Regions from separate parts of the Mus musculus genome. Here all the other regions are linked to region 3. The links are chromatin contacts, called in public HiChIP or PLAC-seq and promoter capture Hi-C maps. All regions are on one chromosome and are shown on one strand. The core of a region is the stretch at or near the end of the contact, and the rest is flanking DNA. Distances in the headings are between cores, read along the strand shown.

Evidence for each region. Promoter capture Hi-C pulls out the DNA fragments that hold promoters and counts their contacts. HiChIP or PLAC-seq counts read pairs in DNA pulled down with a chosen protein or histone mark.
Region 1: a promoter capture Hi-C map of liver shows a contact between it and region 3, with 4 times the contacts expected there. The contact joins the enhancer-like site here to the promoter of Klhdc7a in region 3. A contact is called at or near these places in 11 of 39 promoter capture datasets (the 3T3-L1 cell line, 3T3-L1-derived adipocytes, the C10 cell line and 6 more), 2 of 484 Hi-C or Micro-C datasets (both in liver), 3 of 115 datasets of contacts at active chromatin or transcription factors (embryonic basal ganglia and embryonic stem cells) and 1 of 9 other capture datasets (embryonic stem cells).
Region 2: an H3K27ac HiChIP or PLAC-seq map of epiblast stem cells shows a contact between it and region 3, with 3 times the contacts expected there. The contact joins the enhancer-like site here to the promoter of Klhdc7a in region 3. A contact is called at or near these places in 2 of 39 promoter capture datasets (embryonic stem cells and liver), 1 of 484 Hi-C or Micro-C datasets (liver) and 4 of 115 datasets of contacts at active chromatin or transcription factors (embryonic stem cells, epiblast stem cells, kidney and 1 more).
Region 4: an H3K27ac HiChIP or PLAC-seq map of hepatocytes shows a contact between it and region 3, with 6 times the contacts expected there. The contact joins the promoter of Sdhb here to the promoter of Klhdc7a in region 3.

Annotation. Positions count from the first base shown.
Region 1 is chr4:140,521,114-140,524,670 of GRCm38.p6, forward strand. It overlaps Arhgef10l (Rho guanine nucleotide exchange factor (GEF) 10-like), which reads right to left. Exons shown (of 29, transcript NM_001290803.1): 27 at 52-226. Among named protein-coding and RNA genes, the nearest start is that of Gm42335, 82 kb to the right of the region's middle. Within about 2 kb of position 2,253, at least 5 of the 459 cell types and tissues checked have an H3K27ac peak or open chromatin away from gene starts, as enhancers often do. A contact at or near this core is called in liver, where this site is marked.
Region 2 is chr4:140,622,725-140,626,599 of GRCm38.p6, forward strand. The region is part of intron 1 of Arhgef10l (Rho guanine nucleotide exchange factor (GEF) 10-like); the gene reads right to left. Among named protein-coding and RNA genes, the nearest start is that of Gm42335, 20 kb to the left of the region's middle. Within about 2 kb of position 2,222, at least 164 of the 459 cell types and tissues checked have an H3K27ac peak or open chromatin away from gene starts, as enhancers often do. A contact at or near this core is called in epiblast stem cells, kidney, liver and 1 more, where this site is marked.
Region 3 is chr4:139,966,470-139,970,253 of GRCm38.p6, forward strand. It overlaps Klhdc7a (kelch domain containing 7A), which reads right to left and starts at 1,557. Exons shown (of 1, transcript NM_173427.2): 1 at 1-1,557. The coding sequence starts at 1,165. Mir2139 (microRNA 2139) reads right to left here and starts at 1,151; the gene lies at 1,057-1,151.
Region 4 is chr4:140,959,122-140,962,639 of GRCm38.p6, forward strand. Sdhb (succinate dehydrogenase complex, subunit B, iron sulfur (Ip)) reads left to right here and starts at 2,150. Exons shown (of 8, transcript NM_023374.4): 1 at 2,150-2,355. The coding sequence starts at 2,284.

The DNA.
Region 1 (3,557 bases), core at 1,003-3,502, 560 kb after region 3:
GGCACCCATGAGTGTCTGTCCCCTCATCTCAAACTAGGTGCGCAGCCTCACCTGGCAGGAGGAAGGTGGTCCTGGTGGCGATGTTGATCTCCTGAAGGTGCTCCAGAGTCTCCGTGTGAAAGAGGCGGATGGAAGAGCCAGAGGAGAAGGCCATCCAGACACCGCTGCCGGCTTTCACCATGTGAGTGACACTCACCGCCTCATCCTGGTGCGCCTCGAAGCTTTGCTGCACACAGAAGAGATGGAGGTATCAGGCCAGCTGCCGCCCTGCCTTGCCCCCGCAAGCCCCATTCTCCAGGGTCAACTGTTCCCACAGTCCTCAGGAGCACAAGCTAAGTAAGGCTCTGCCTGGACACCTGTCTGCACCAGGCCTTCGAAGCCCAGTATGCTGCACAGATCAGCACCTATTACAAATCAGGTTTCTAATGCTGACAGATTGTGACAGTGCAAATACTCCTCCTGAAAGGAGTGACTACAGACAATCAATGTGACAGGGACAGAAGGCAAAGGCGCTCAAATGGAGACCCAACTCCAACACACATGGGGCTCCTTTCAGGGAAAGATGGAGCCACCACCTAGCGGAAGCTGATGCTACATGCATAGGTTTTTTCTTTGAAACAGGATCTTGCTATATAGCCCTGGCTAGACTGATACTATGTAGCCCAGGCTGCCCTCCAGCTCATGATTCTCCTACCTAGGACTCCTAATTGCTAGGATCATAGGCCGCATCCAACTATATATATTCTTTAAAGTAACCATGGCAACCTGCAGACCCAGCAGGGAAGACGTTGCAGGAGTGAGTCAAGTCCTCATCTCTCATAGTGTGGTGAGGGCAGGGCAAGTCAAGAGATAATGTTCAAAATCAAGAGAGCAAGCGCTCTGGAGGAGACGGGAAGGAGTGTGGACTGAAGTCAGAGCAGGAGTCTCTTCTTCTAAGAAGCAGGACAGGGAAGAGCAGAGGAGAGCTACTCCACACCACTGGGTTTGCTCCTCACAGGCAGGAGTCTCACTGATCTCCACTGAACAATACAACAAAGCCCGCCAGGATACGGGCTGGCCAGGCGGCTCAGGCAGTGAGGTGTGCACCGTGCAAGCATGGGTGTGCACCGTGCAAGCGTGAGGATCCAAGTTTGAGCCCCAGCATCTGTGCTTTTATAGTTTTGTCTTCTGTGGGTTTTCCCCCTAGGCTACTATGATACTGTGTAATACAACGTCACCACTGCAGAGGCGGAGACCTGGAACTCTCTGGCTACTCTTCATTTTCAAAACCAGTGAGAGGCACTGTCTCAAATGGGAAAACAAAAAAAGGATAGAACCTGAGGAATGACATCCGAAGATGTCCTCTAGCTTCCACACAAGCATATCCATACACAGTGCATGCACACACACAAAACCATGCACATGCATGCATGTGCACATACACATATACACAAGTGTGTGCACACATACACACAAGTGCATGCACACACAAATGCATGCACATGCATGTATGTGCACATGCACACACAAATACACAAATGCATGTGCATGCATACGCACACATACATGCATTCACACACACATGCATGCACACACACGTGCACATACACACACAGAGCAGAAGTGTCTGACCCTCAGACAGGCAGGGTGCATGGTCTCTACAGGGTGGGGCATCCCCAGGATGAGGAAGGGAACTATCTCCTCCCTCAGACTGGGGGTTCTGTCTGAGCATTCCTGAGGTTCATAGGAGGGGCTTCTCAGGGAATCTAAGCTGACAGGGGCCAGGCCTGGGCCATGCAATACACAGCAGGGACACAGCAGCCCTGTCACTCAGGGCCTGCAGCCCATCTCTGCTAAACCAGCCCGGTCCTTGGCTTGAGTTATGTTGCTTCCAGGAAATCCATGAGTATGGGTGGTTCCTGGTTGCCAGGTCTGATTGAAGAAGTCCACAGGGCAACCCCAGCCTTGTTTCCCTAGAGGTAGAACTGGTCAATACTGGACCCAGTGGACCATGCAGGCCCATGCCAACACACAGGGACAAGACATGTTGCGGGCAGGGAGCGGGGGATTCACCGGGGGCTTCCCCAGAAACAGAAGACTGACCTCTGGAATACAAGCTGATCTTAGCCTCCTAGCTGAGCCTCCTGGGCCATAGGGAGAGAGTAGGTGGGGACAGAGAGTATGCCAGCATTCTGGGCCCCAGGGGGAGCCAATTCCAGCACCCCAGGGTGGGGGAAGACAGCAGTGTCACACAAGCTTCAGTGCCCTCTGGCCACCACTCAGTGCCAGGGAGCCACAGAGCTGTTGGCTTGGTAAACAGAACTTTCCTGGAAGCCAGTCCTGATCACACAAGAAAGAATCTAGCCAGGAACCCTGGCACAGCACCCTCTGACCATATAGGTGTTGGTCCTGCTTAAGGACAGAAAAGATCTGCCAGCAGATACTAAGCTTTCCCCGGCAGGTTTAGTGTCAGTGGAAGGGACACCACTAGTCTAAAAAGATGTCACACAACCGAAAGAGACTGCATAGGCGGAAACTTGATGGTTCTCCCAAGTCCCATGCCTGAAGAGACACCAGAGGCGACAACACTCAGCAGGCAGCAGTAAGCACAAAGCCCCGTCCTGGTTTCAACTCCTGCTCCCTTGGGACACCAGGGAGACAGTGGGTTGGGGCAGGGAAAGCAGAGGTATAGCCCAGAGCCTCTCACAGCTATGAATGCAGGGAAATAGTGAGACTGTTGGGGTGGAAGTGGTGGTATCCATAGCATCTGGGACCCAGATCAAAGAGGCCCAGGGCCAATCCAAGCAACGCTGGGTATCAAGCTAGTTATGAGGAACCTGGATCCTAGTGTGCTGAGTTTTTTGTTTTTGTTTTGTTTTGTTTTGTTTTTGTTTTTTGAGACAGGGTTTCTATAGCCCTGACTGTCCTGGAACTCACTCTGTAGACCAGGCTGGCCTCGAACTCAGAAATCCGCCTGCCTCTGCCTCCCAAGTGCTAGGATTAAAGGCGTGTGCCACCACTGCCCTGCTGTGCTGAGCTTTCTAATGGCTCTAGGGAGCCGGGTGGAGAGGCTTGTCCCTGTATCCTGGTACTCAGTAAACTGAGGCAGTTCAAGGCCAGAGTAAGCTACACAGTGGGATGCTGGAGAGATAGCTTAGTAGTTAAAAGAGCATGTGCATGCATGCGCACACATACACACACAGAGAGAATACATGCATTGCATGAATGCACGCACACACACAGAGACATGTGCATTACATGTATGCACACAGAGAAACATACATGCACTACATGCATACATGCACATACATAGAGACATACATGTACTATATGTATGCATGCACAGAGATATAGTGCATTACATGCATGCATGCACACACAGACATATGTACAACCCATATATGCATACATACATACACACAGAGAGACATGTTTTACATGCATGCACACACACACATACACAAAGAGACATACATACATTACATGCATGTATGCATACATACACAGTAACATGTGCACACTATATGCATGCATGCACACACAGAGACATACATGTATTACATGTATGTATGCTTGCT
Region 2 (3,875 bases), core at 972-3,471, 660 kb after region 3:
GGAGTTCAGTGACCGTCAGACCCCAGAGAGGAAGCATCCAGCAGCCTCACAGAGGCTCACTTTGACATGTCTTCCCTCCCAGCTAGTAACTCAGTCAGCTGGCCTGTGGGTTTCCCTGGGGTTTCCCCTCCCTCTGGATTTGAACCCTAAATACAGGTTGGTGGTGGTAGTGGCAGGTCTCACGAGTTAAACTCAGTTCCTAGGCACTGGCCTATATGTGAGGAACTCTCTGAGCGGTTCTCATCCCACTTCCTCCCTCGTGCACCCCAGGAAACACTCCCTGGGGGACTCAGACTTCAGGAAGGACTGGGAGTGAAGCCAGACACTGACAACAGTGGGGGGTGGTCCTAGGGAGGGGAGGGGGCAGAGTCCAGCTGCACTGACTACACCAGACAGCTTCTGGCCACCCTTAAATGACACAGGAAGCAGGCTGTGGCCCAGCCACCAGGCTGAGGAACTCCAGCCTCAGAGGCAGCAAGCGTGTCTGGCTTCTGGGTGCCAGAAAAACAAACAAACAAACAAACAAACAACAAAGCCTGGCTTCTGGATGCCAGAAAAACAAACAAACAAACAACAAAGCCAGTGGAGGTGGAGACCGGAAGGGCGGGTAGCAAGGAGCTAGGGCTGGGGCCACTGTCCTCAAGTGTCTCTAGCTTCCAGCTCTCATCAGATAGGTACTTGGCTAACTGGTCTCCCACCTCAGGAACCCCAGTGACTCTCCCACAGCTTGACAACGCTGGTCAGCTGCTTCCTCATCCAGGCCCTAAACAAGGCCCTCCCACATTAGCCCTTACCTGTCCCCTCCAGTCTCAGGTCTCAGTGGCTCTTGGCCTGTCCTGGAATTCCGCTGCCCGTGACAGCAGGGACCCGATTCAGACCTCTGGGCCTTGGTTCAGATGGTTTGTTCTCTCCAGATGGAATCCTCTCTCAATCGGCAAACTCCTACTAAACCTTCAAAACCCCACTCCCACTTTCTCCATTGAGACCCTTCCTTTGATTCACATAGTAGCTTCTGGGCCCTGGCTGCGGAGCTTTCTAAAAAAGACACATGGAGGTTCTGACTTGGGGTGTGGCCACTCCTAAGCCAAGAGGTTATTTTCGAAACAGCACAGGACACACACAAGGTTGGTGACACAGCCCCTATTACAGGGGTCTTGCTCACTAGACCAGAAGCTCTGGGACACACTGGCTGCACTTCATCTCCAGGAAGGGTGGTCAGAGTGTGGCCTAGAGCAAGTGCCTAACAGCTGCCCAACTAAATACAGAGCATGTCCCCGCTTGGGGGTAAGGGCACAGAGCTGGGGCAGCTGTAGGGACAGGCTTCAGGTAGAAGGAGGGAAGCATGCACTAAAATCCTTTCACAGGGACTCTGCCCCAAGGGTTCCATGCAGGAAATGGGCCTGAGTCCCAGCCGGGAAGGGGCACCAGGGCTACCTTGCAAAGTCCAGCCCTTGGAATTCCTCGGCACCAAGGGCCGCCTGGTGGAGAGTCCACGCAGGGATGGCTCACGAAGAAACTGGGCAGAGAGCAATCAAGAGGCACTTGAGTGATCACGGTCTGGACCTGGCCTCAGCGTAAGAGGATTGGGATGGCAGTGGGGGGGGGGGGACCACTTCAGTTCTTCATAAATGCCCTAACGGGGAGATTTTGTTTCACAGGTGGCTCTTACAGCTCAGGACCAGCCAAGGGGCAGAAAGGAAGCCAATCCCAAAGTCGCCAGTCGCTATCTGAATTCCTTCCTTCCCAGAACCAGACTGAGAGGAGCGAGGGACGTCCCTGAGGTCTTCAGGCCACTGAGCTTGGAGGCACAGGAAGAGAAGGCAGGGCTGTCCCTCAGCTGCTGCCTCTGGAGGAAGGGACGTGCTGGAGAGAGAGAGAGAGAGAGAGAGAGAGAGAGAGAGAGAGAGAGAGAGAGAGAGAGAGAGAGAGAGCGAGCGAGCTCCAGGCGGCAGAGTAAACCAAAGAGACAGCGGAGGGCTCTGGCTCCTCCCCTCTGAGCCTGCAGACACTGAGCCCCTAGACATTGGGTCATTCAGGCCCCTGTCTCTTCTTAAACTTCCTTTCTTTGCAGGGAACAGGGAGGGAATCTCTCCTCCCTGGAGTGGGCGAGGCTTGGTCAATGGAGGCTACCTAGGAACAAAGGATCCCTTGTCCCCAGCTCAGGGTAGGTGCCCGACCCACCCCAAACGAGCTCCTAGGCCAGCCCCTGGTCAATGAAGGAAGGGTGAGGGGCACCGCCCCCTGGGCCTCTGTGGGAAGGAGCCACCCCACAGGCAGGCCAGAGGGGACTCTGGGGTCTGTTGCCCTGGAAACCAGAGCCCTTTGGAGAAGCTGCTGGCTGGAGAAGAAGCTGGCTGTCACCAGACTCAGACTCCCTCCCCCTCCCAGTCCCAGACACATTAACCCTGCTGTCCCCAGGGTCCAGCCAGGCTGGAGTGCGTATGAAAGCCTCCTCCAGTCCAGCAGCTATACTGTTCCAGCTTCTTCTCTGGGGATCCTGGACTCCCAGACACATCCCAAACTGTGACCCAGAGAGCAGAGATGAGTGACCTTGAGACATAGGCTTGTCCCCATCACTGCCTTGGGCCAAGTCAGCTTCCCTACCTGGAAAAGGAAGCCACTTCCCAGGGGACAAGTGCCAGGCTAAGAGGGAGTTCTGCCACCCTTATTTCTGAGAGCAGGGAAGTCGTGGCATAATGAAGTGACTGAGTTAGCATCATTGGGAGCTTGAGATGGGGACAATGGTCCAGACAGGCAGGGGAAGGGTGGTGGGCTAGAGCCAAGGGATCAACGGAGGGCATCTTAAGGGGACTCTGGGATACGGTGGGAGATGCACAGACACAAGTCCCATGACATCCAGCCTCAAATGTCAGAAGCATCCAAAGTCCATGTGTGGCCTCAACACATGTTGGCCATGTCCCCAGGACTCCAATTCACATGCCCTGACCTCCACAGGGTTAATCTCACCCCTCTTTCCTTGCATCCCAAATCTCTCACCCCTATGCCATTCAGTAAGCACTTTCATGAGCACAGTGCCCACTTCCTGCTAGCCTGGCTGCCAGAGGAACCCAGCTACCAGTCCTCAGGTGGCAGGCACTGGGTGCAGGTACAGGCCCTACATCATGGTAGGAATGACCCTGCCCATTCTGACAGGTGGGTCCCTGGACAGGATAGATGGGTATTGCAACCCACCTCCAAGAAGATGCTGTATGGAGCGCTCTGGGGCAGAGGATCCTTGGAGCTCACTGTGTCCAAGCTGAGCTAACTCCCCTGCGTGAGTGAAGTGGGTGCGTGCACGCTGAGCACCTGAGGCTCCCATGGTTGGGGTGAGGGATGAACTTGGCCTGGGACCTGACCAGAGCTCACCAAGGGATCTCACACTAAGAGGCCACACTGCTTCGGGCTCAGCACACACTCAGGTGGGCGCTAAGCTGCACACCATCACCTCCCTCCATGCCCACAGAGCTTCCCACCATAGTCCAATGGCACCCTATCCAGCAGGGCAGCAAGGGCTACAGTGTGACCTAGTACAAGGTAACCCTCTCTGAGGCCCCTCCCTGTGACCTCCAGTCCTCCAGATCAGGCGGATCATGCAGAGATGTCTGCAGGCTAAGAATTCAGGTCAGGAATGTGCTAGGGTTCAGTAGGTGACAGTGCTGGCCCTGCAGGCCCGACAGCCTCCGGTCAGTCCCTGGAAGGCACACAGTCAATGCAGCAACACACCCCTGTGATCGCAGCAAGACAGAGGCAGGGACAGGAGAATCGCACAGAAGCCAATGCACCAGTTATGCTGCGGTGTGCAGAGCTACCGCAGGTAGAAAAGACCCTGTCTCAAGAAGGTAAAAGGAGAAAAGTGAGCTCCCAAAGTTGTCCTC
Region 3 (3,784 bases), core at 307-2,806:
TCTGGTCCAGGTGGGCAGGAAGGGGCATCCTGAAGCCTTCAGGCTGCAGTTGGAGCTCTGGGTTCTCAGCGATCTGCAGGAGGCTCACCTTTCTGCTGAAGCCCGGTGCAGATGGGGATGCCACAGGCTGTGGGGATGCTGCTTCAGATGCACCACCACCGGCTGTGTTAGCGGCTTCGTCTCTGGAGGCTGCTCCAGTGACAAGGGGCTCTGGTCCAGGCCCAGGGGATGGAGCATCAGCCAGAGCTGCTGGGCAGGGGACTGGCCTGGAGTCAGCCTTCGACGTGGACTCCACGAAATAGTCATATACTCTGCCCTTCAGCCCTGGTCCCTCTGCCTTTTGTATAATATTCTCCTCCATCCGGATCCGGGCCACAGATGAGAAAGTATGGGAGGCGTTGGTGGCTCCTTCCTGCTGCTGCGTGGCCAAGCCCATGTCTGCAGCAGCCTGGAGGACCCCGGCCTCTCCCCTGCTGACCCCTGTCATGTGGGTGAAGATCCAACTCTGGTTCATGTCACCATTGACCAGTGTAAGATCAGTCCAACCGTTGGGGGCTTCCAGGTCCCCAGATCCTGTTTCCTCTGGGGGTCTGCTGTCTGGCCATGGAGAGAGCTTGTCACCCACACAGCTGCCACCCACTCCTGGGATAAGTCTGCCTGAGGAGCTCGTAGGTTCACAGCCTGAATGAGGGAGGTGGGGAGGGTTGGGCTTACCTCTAACATCTGTTCCGGCTTCCTGGCCACCACAGGGAGGAGGCACCTGCTGAGAGTCTGGACACTGCCTGCCCTGACTTTCATCAGAGCCTTTTCTTGTGGCCTCTTCAGACCTGGAAATGTCCAGGATGCAGGGGTCTTCTGGATCCACCAAGCTGTAGTCCAGTGAGGTCCCAGCCCCCTTGCTGGCCTTCCTGCGTCTTCGACCCCTTGGCAGGGTCCCCGGTGGAGCCTCCTGGAAGGCAAGTTGTCCCAAGGCCTCTGTTTCATTTTCTGCTTTGTGGTCCTTGTTGTTTCTCCCTGCCTGCCCGACTGGGGCAGGTCTGGACTTGTAGAGTTTGTAAGCCGCAGTTACCAGGAGCAGCGCAGCTGCGGACAGCACCACCTTGCTGGGCAGCTGCATGTCCAAATGCCAGTCCTGGCCCTCTGCTCCTTCTCCAGTGGGGAGCATGCTGGCCAGGGACAGAGGAATGCCAAGAATCCGATTAATGATTGCCCAATAGGGACCAGTTCCTGGATCCTGCTGTGGAGTGGGAGGGAGTCCCTAGCCGGATCTGGCCAGCGGTTGCTGGAGCAGAGGTGACTTTGAGTCCACTGAGTCGGCAATGGGGCAGGGGATGGCTAAGGTTGCAGCTGGCCTCTTTGGATCCTTGCCTGAAAGGAGGGAGGGTCCCGACTGGAGGGGCCCGAGCTTCAGATCAGTCACCTGCAGCCCCTGGTGGGAGGGAGTGTCCAACAGGGATTCAAAGAGGAAGGAATCTCTGAGCAGAACTGTCACCAGATGCCTAGAAGCCACACTGTTGGTCTGTGTGTGAGGGTGTTTATTTTCTCTTTTGCAAATCCTTAGGTTGGAAGCTTGGGGCAGCTTTTGCCTTGGTTCCCGGAGCAGGTGGAGCCACAGTTAACAGGCGTATGGGGATGGCCTTGGCCCTAACTGAGGGGTCAGCTTTTAACCAGCCAAGCAATGAAACAGTGAGGACGCTGGGCCTGGGCTGGCGGCCAAGCCACCTGACTGGGCCCTTGGCTGCCTCTGCCCTCCTCCTCTACTCAACAAGTTGAAGAGAAACTAGCTTTGCTGAAGCAGCCAGGAAATACAAGACCTTAGCACCCAGACAAAATGAGACCTTAGAGACCCTGCCTCCTCTTCATGATGAGCCAACCTCATAGGAAAAGAGGCCTGTGGAGGAGTGACTCCTCACAACCCCCAACCCACATCAGCACTGTGGACCCCAGACTCAAATCTGCCGTTCACCAGCTGTGTGACCTTGGGCAAGTAACTTTACTTCTCTGTGCCTGCCTGAAAAGTGGCGAGAGACAGAGGGTGACCGCATCATTAGCTCATCAGGTAGAGTAGTCAACATGCATGAAGCCCCATGTTGTTGCTAAAGCTCAGCAAGGCTTGGCTGTTTTTATCTCCCCCATGTGCAGGTTTTTTTACTGGTTCTCAAGGGTGGGTGCTGAGGTCACAGTTTTAAGGGAGGTAAAGTCACTGAGCAAGAGTGGGGGCCCAGGCCTGCTCTGGGTAAGCCTCCATCTGTGCCCAGGATTCAGGTCCTCAGCTGCCGAGATGCCCAACGCACACGCTCCACTTTTTAAAGGTTGTCTTCAGGTTGCAAAGTGAAAGGACGATCCAATTTGAAGGCCCAGGAACTTGGTTCTGAGGGTTCTGGCCTTGGGAAAACTCTAAACTTTTTTGTTATATTTGTGTGTGTGTGTGTGTGTGTGTGTGTGTGTGTGTGTGTGTGTGTGTGTGTGTGTGTGTGTGTGTGTGTGCAAGTGCATGTGTGGGTAATACACATAGGCACATGTGACATCAGAGGACAGCCCAAGGATTCTGTTCTCCTTCTGCCGTGCAAATCCTGAGGGTTGAACTCAGGCCACCTTGCTTGACTGGAGTGTCATCTTGCTGGCCTCCTGGGATCCCCTTAGGAGGTCCTTATGTGTGTGAGCCTCCACCCAACAGCCTCAGTTTACCCTTCTGCATGTGGCAGTCTAGTGTGCCCTACTTTGTTGACTCCTGCAGGCCAGGCCTCCTTATCTTTGCCGGTGGGGATCTTTCCAGCCGTCTAGGTCCAGTCAAACTCCAAACCTCCCTGGGCCCTGTACTGGCTAGTTTTGTGTCAACTTGACACAGGCTGGAGTTATCACAGAGAAAGGAAGGAGCTTCAGTTGAGGAAATGCCTCCATGAGATCCAGCTGTAAGGCATTTTCTCAATTAGTGATCAAGGGGGGAGGTCCCCTTGTGGGTGGGACCATCTCTGGGCTGGTAGTCTTGGGTTCTATAAGAAAGCAGGCTGAGCAAGCCAGGGGAGGCAAGCCAGTAAGGAACATCCCTCCATGGCCTCTGCATCAGCTCCTGCTTCCTGACCTGCTTGAGTTCCAGTCCTGACTTCCTTTGGTGATGAACAGCAACATGGAAGTGTAAGCCGAATAAACCCTTTCCTCCCCAACTTACTTCTTGGTCATGATGTTTGTGCAGGAATAGAAACCCTGACTAAGACAGGCCCCTTCCATGGCCGCCTTCCTGAGTTCCTTGCCCTTTCAAACCAGCTTCTCCTTCTCCAGTCTCTTCTTTCAGCCCTTCTTCCAATCCTTACTACTTGCTTATAACCAAAGGCCCTGGGCAAGAACTGCAGGACTGACTCCTAGCCGACCTGGATAATACAGGCTGGAGCCGGTAAGGGAGGGGATGTCAGCTGAGTCAGGTGGGCTGCTGGGCACAGCGGATGCTCACAGACCCCTCTGGGAACCCTAAAATGGAGGTCCCCACCTCTCAAGAGTCTGCGTGTTAATGTTTGAAATGTGGCTTTATCCTTCCTCTGTTACAGGGAGGCCACCAGAGCAGAGAATGCAGCCAAGGGAAGGGAGTTTGTGGTCCTCAAGTGGAGGGGGAGTGTCTACTCTGGGGGGTTTCCAGGAAGGTCAGAGCATGGAGGGGGAAGGGGAAGCTAACCATTGCAAAGCTGGAAGATCAGAAGTCAGGATTCATACAGAGAAGCGCAGAAGGCAGACTGCAGGCTCTGGGGTCCCTGGGGGCAGGCAGTGTCTCCATGGCAGAGTATTAGGATTC
Region 4 (3,518 bases), core at 900-3,399, 990 kb after region 3:
GACTGGAATGGGGACAGTTATTCAAACTCATCAGGGTTGTTGGGAGGACCAGAGGAGACTGTTGATGTAAACACATTTGTGGGCGATGAGGTGAGATTCTGCATAAACACAGGGCTTCCAGCAGCATGTCTGATGAAAGCAATATATCACTCTCTCCGCGGATGCCAGCCAACCAGCCCCAAACCCTGCGGTCTTACGGCAAGGACAGCTTGGCAACCCAAGTCAGGAAGGGGCCATGAAGACCTTTAAGCCCTATGGCATCTGTGCCTTTCTGGCACCCCAAAGCTCAGGGCGGAGGTGGAGCCACCCAGGAATTTATTATCCTTCCATAACATTAAGCTCCCCAAATCCCCATGACGCCCAGGAATGATGTGACTGCAGGGTGTGTGGGCACACTGGCACCAAGGGCCCCTCCAATAAATCAAGGTCTCAGTTTTGCTGGCTGCTCAATGCTTTTTCCAAGGTGACCTGGGTGGCCATTCATGTAGCAGTGGTGTCTGTCTTTGACATGGTGGCTAAAAATGGCTAAGGGGGCCAGTTCTCTAGAAATACTGCCTGTTGACACCCTGGAGGAGTTACAAAGAAAATGACAGCCTTCCTACAACCTTGGCCGATTTGGGTGGCCCTGATGGTGGTCCCTTGGGTAGTCTAGAAGAACCTACCCAGTGCTGAGCCAGGGCCCCTGAGAAGCCAAGGCCACCTTACCATCTGTTGCGCAAGACAACCACACCAGTCATAGAATCTTAACTCAGCTGCCACAACCCCTAGTGATTCAGGCAAGGACGCTATAAGTCAAAAAGTGGCGAAGGACTTGTCAATGGTCACATGGCCTTGAGGGGGCGATCAAGGTAACCCCCAGGGGTTCAGGCCTCTCCACACCCCCTTTAATGAGGCTACCTGGCAGAGAAGCCAGATTCAGGGTGAGTTCCCAGAAACTTGGCCCCATCTAGCCATTCCTCCTGTCATGGTAATTTCTCCAGTGTCTTCTAAAAGAGCCAGCGTGAGGAAACCCAAGACTATAAACAGTGCCCTCCTCTGCCAAAGGTGAGCGGAAAGAAATCAAATCCTTCCTCTGGTAACAAGGACCAGCAAAGTCACTGGGTGCCCCAAGAGACCAAGTGACTTGGGATACCAAGATCACGCCTGCCCAAGGTGGTCAAATCCCCAGTCAGAGGGTGGGGGGCTCTGAGAGAACCCATAAAAGGTGTCAGAAAGGCTGGACAGTGGTGGCGCATGCCTTTAATCCCAGCACTTGGAAGGCAAAGGCAGGCGGATTTCTGAGTTCAAGTCCAGTCTGGTCTACAAAGTGAGTTCCAGGACAGTCAGGGCTACACAGAGAAACCCTGTCTAGAAGTGCCAGAAAAAAAAAGCAGCTCAGGTGACTAAGGAAACTGACGAAATCTGAGGACACAGGTCGGTTAGTAGAAGGCTTGTTCAGCACACACAGGCATGGTGGCACACAGCTGTAATCCCAGCTCTCTGCAGTTCTTTACCTGTAGGAAGATCTGAAGTTGGGGACAGTGGACAGCCTGTGGGTCCTTGGTGGACAGCCTATAAGCTACATCACCCATCTTTCCTATTGTCATCTTCCTTGGGGTTAGAGAGGAATTAGGTGAGCAGCTCGCTCACTTACCACAGCATTCCAGAGGCTGGCACCAGCCACATACTAGGTACCCTTTCTGGCTGCTTTGGTTTTGGTTTTGTGTGTTTTGAGGCAGGGTCTCAAGTATCCCAGATGGACTCGACCTCATTAAGTAGCGGAGGGTGAGCTTGGTTCTCCTACTGTCTCCATATGCCGGGCATGCAACTTCTGTACCGACGTGACGTTCATCTTTTGATCACTTCAGTCACTTAACAAGTGTCCCAATCAGGTAGGGACTGACAGGTTCTCTAGATTTAGCACAAAGCTGACCAGACAAGAGTCACAGGTGATTGACAGACACCACTGCAAGTAGAGAAGGGTTAAAAATCACAGCCACCAGCAGAATAGGAAAGCCCCGCCCTCCTGGCCTCTGCCCCGCCCCTCCACGCTACCCTTCCCTCTCCCGCCCCTCAGACTCCAGAGGTCACCTTAGGAACATAGGAAGCCCAGTGGGCATGCGCCCTACGGGCCGCTGCTGCACACACGCACTTCCTGTACATTGGCTCGGAGAAACCGGAAGCGGCCTTCCACTCGTTGGCGCTTAGGCGGCTAGCGGTCCTCAGGGTGAGAGGCCGGCTTCCCACCGCGGTGTTCGACGGGATGCCGGAGGGGAAGGGGTGGGGCTGACGTCAGGAGCCAAAATGGCGGCGACGGTCGGGGTCTCCTTGAAGCGCGGCTTCCCGGCTGCCGTTCTCGGCAGAGTCGGCCTGCAGGTGAGCCCGGGAGCCGTGGTTCAGTGGGGAGCCGTGCCCGTCACCGAGGCTGCCTGGGTAGAGAGGCCGCGGAGAGGCGGAAGGAGCCCGGGTCCAGGCCTCGGGGGAGGACTTAACCCGGCATCCTGCTCTTGAGCATCCTTTCAGACAGCCATTCCGCGCTTCTCCATCACCGGAGAGAGAGGCGCGGCCGGGAGGAGGTTGGAAGAGAGAACAGAAAGACAGAGGTCTGGGAGGAGGACAGGGAGAGGTCAAGGTCATAGGATGAGCGACCTGTGGTCGGGACCCAGAATCAAATCCTGCTAGTTGTACTCCGCCAGGCTTGTGTGAAAGGGAGGCCTGCGGGGTGTCTGGGGTGGGACCCGGGAGGCCAGGTCGCACCTCCAGGTTAGGCTGGTCTGGATCGGTCAGGTCGGAGGGCGGTGGACTCTGCAAGGCAATGCACTTGACCCGCAGAGGAAGGGAGACATGAAAGAAAGCGACCCCGACCCCTTGAAAGATCCGTACTGTGGAAGTCTGCAGGCAAGACCCGGTTCCCTGAAGCGTGCTTATTCAGGGGTGTGTAGCGGCACTGATCTCATACCGCTGGCATGGGATGACAGGCAGAGCCTGGAGCTGCTTTTGTTAATAATTCTGTAGTAGCTCTGTCATAGGTCTCCCCACACGCCCTGTATCCTCGGGAGCTGCACAGTAGAAGCATTTAGAAAGGCGAGAAAAACTGCCTCTCCTTACTTTACAGATACCATTCAGTCCTCCTCTGGGCTTCTGGATAGTCCTTCACAGGCGGACAACAGGAACTCCCATTTTGTTTTGGGGGGTTTTGTTGGTTTTTTTTTTTTTTTTTTTTAGATTTGTGTGTGTGTGTATGAGTGTGTGCTTTCATGTATATGCACCATGTGCCCGTGGAGAAAAGAGAGCTGTATTTCCTGAACTGGAGTCACAGGTGGTTATCAGCCGCCATATGCGTGCAGGGAACTGAACTCTGCTCCTTCCAAAGTGCTAAGATGAATCTCCACCCTGTGATAATTTTAGTGTTGTTTTGGTTAGGTTTTGACTTTTCGGACAGTGTCTTTATGCAACCCTGGCTGGCCTGGAACTCAGAGATTCTCCGGCTTCAGCCTTCTGGGTGCTGGGATTAAAGGTGTGAGCCACCACCACCACCC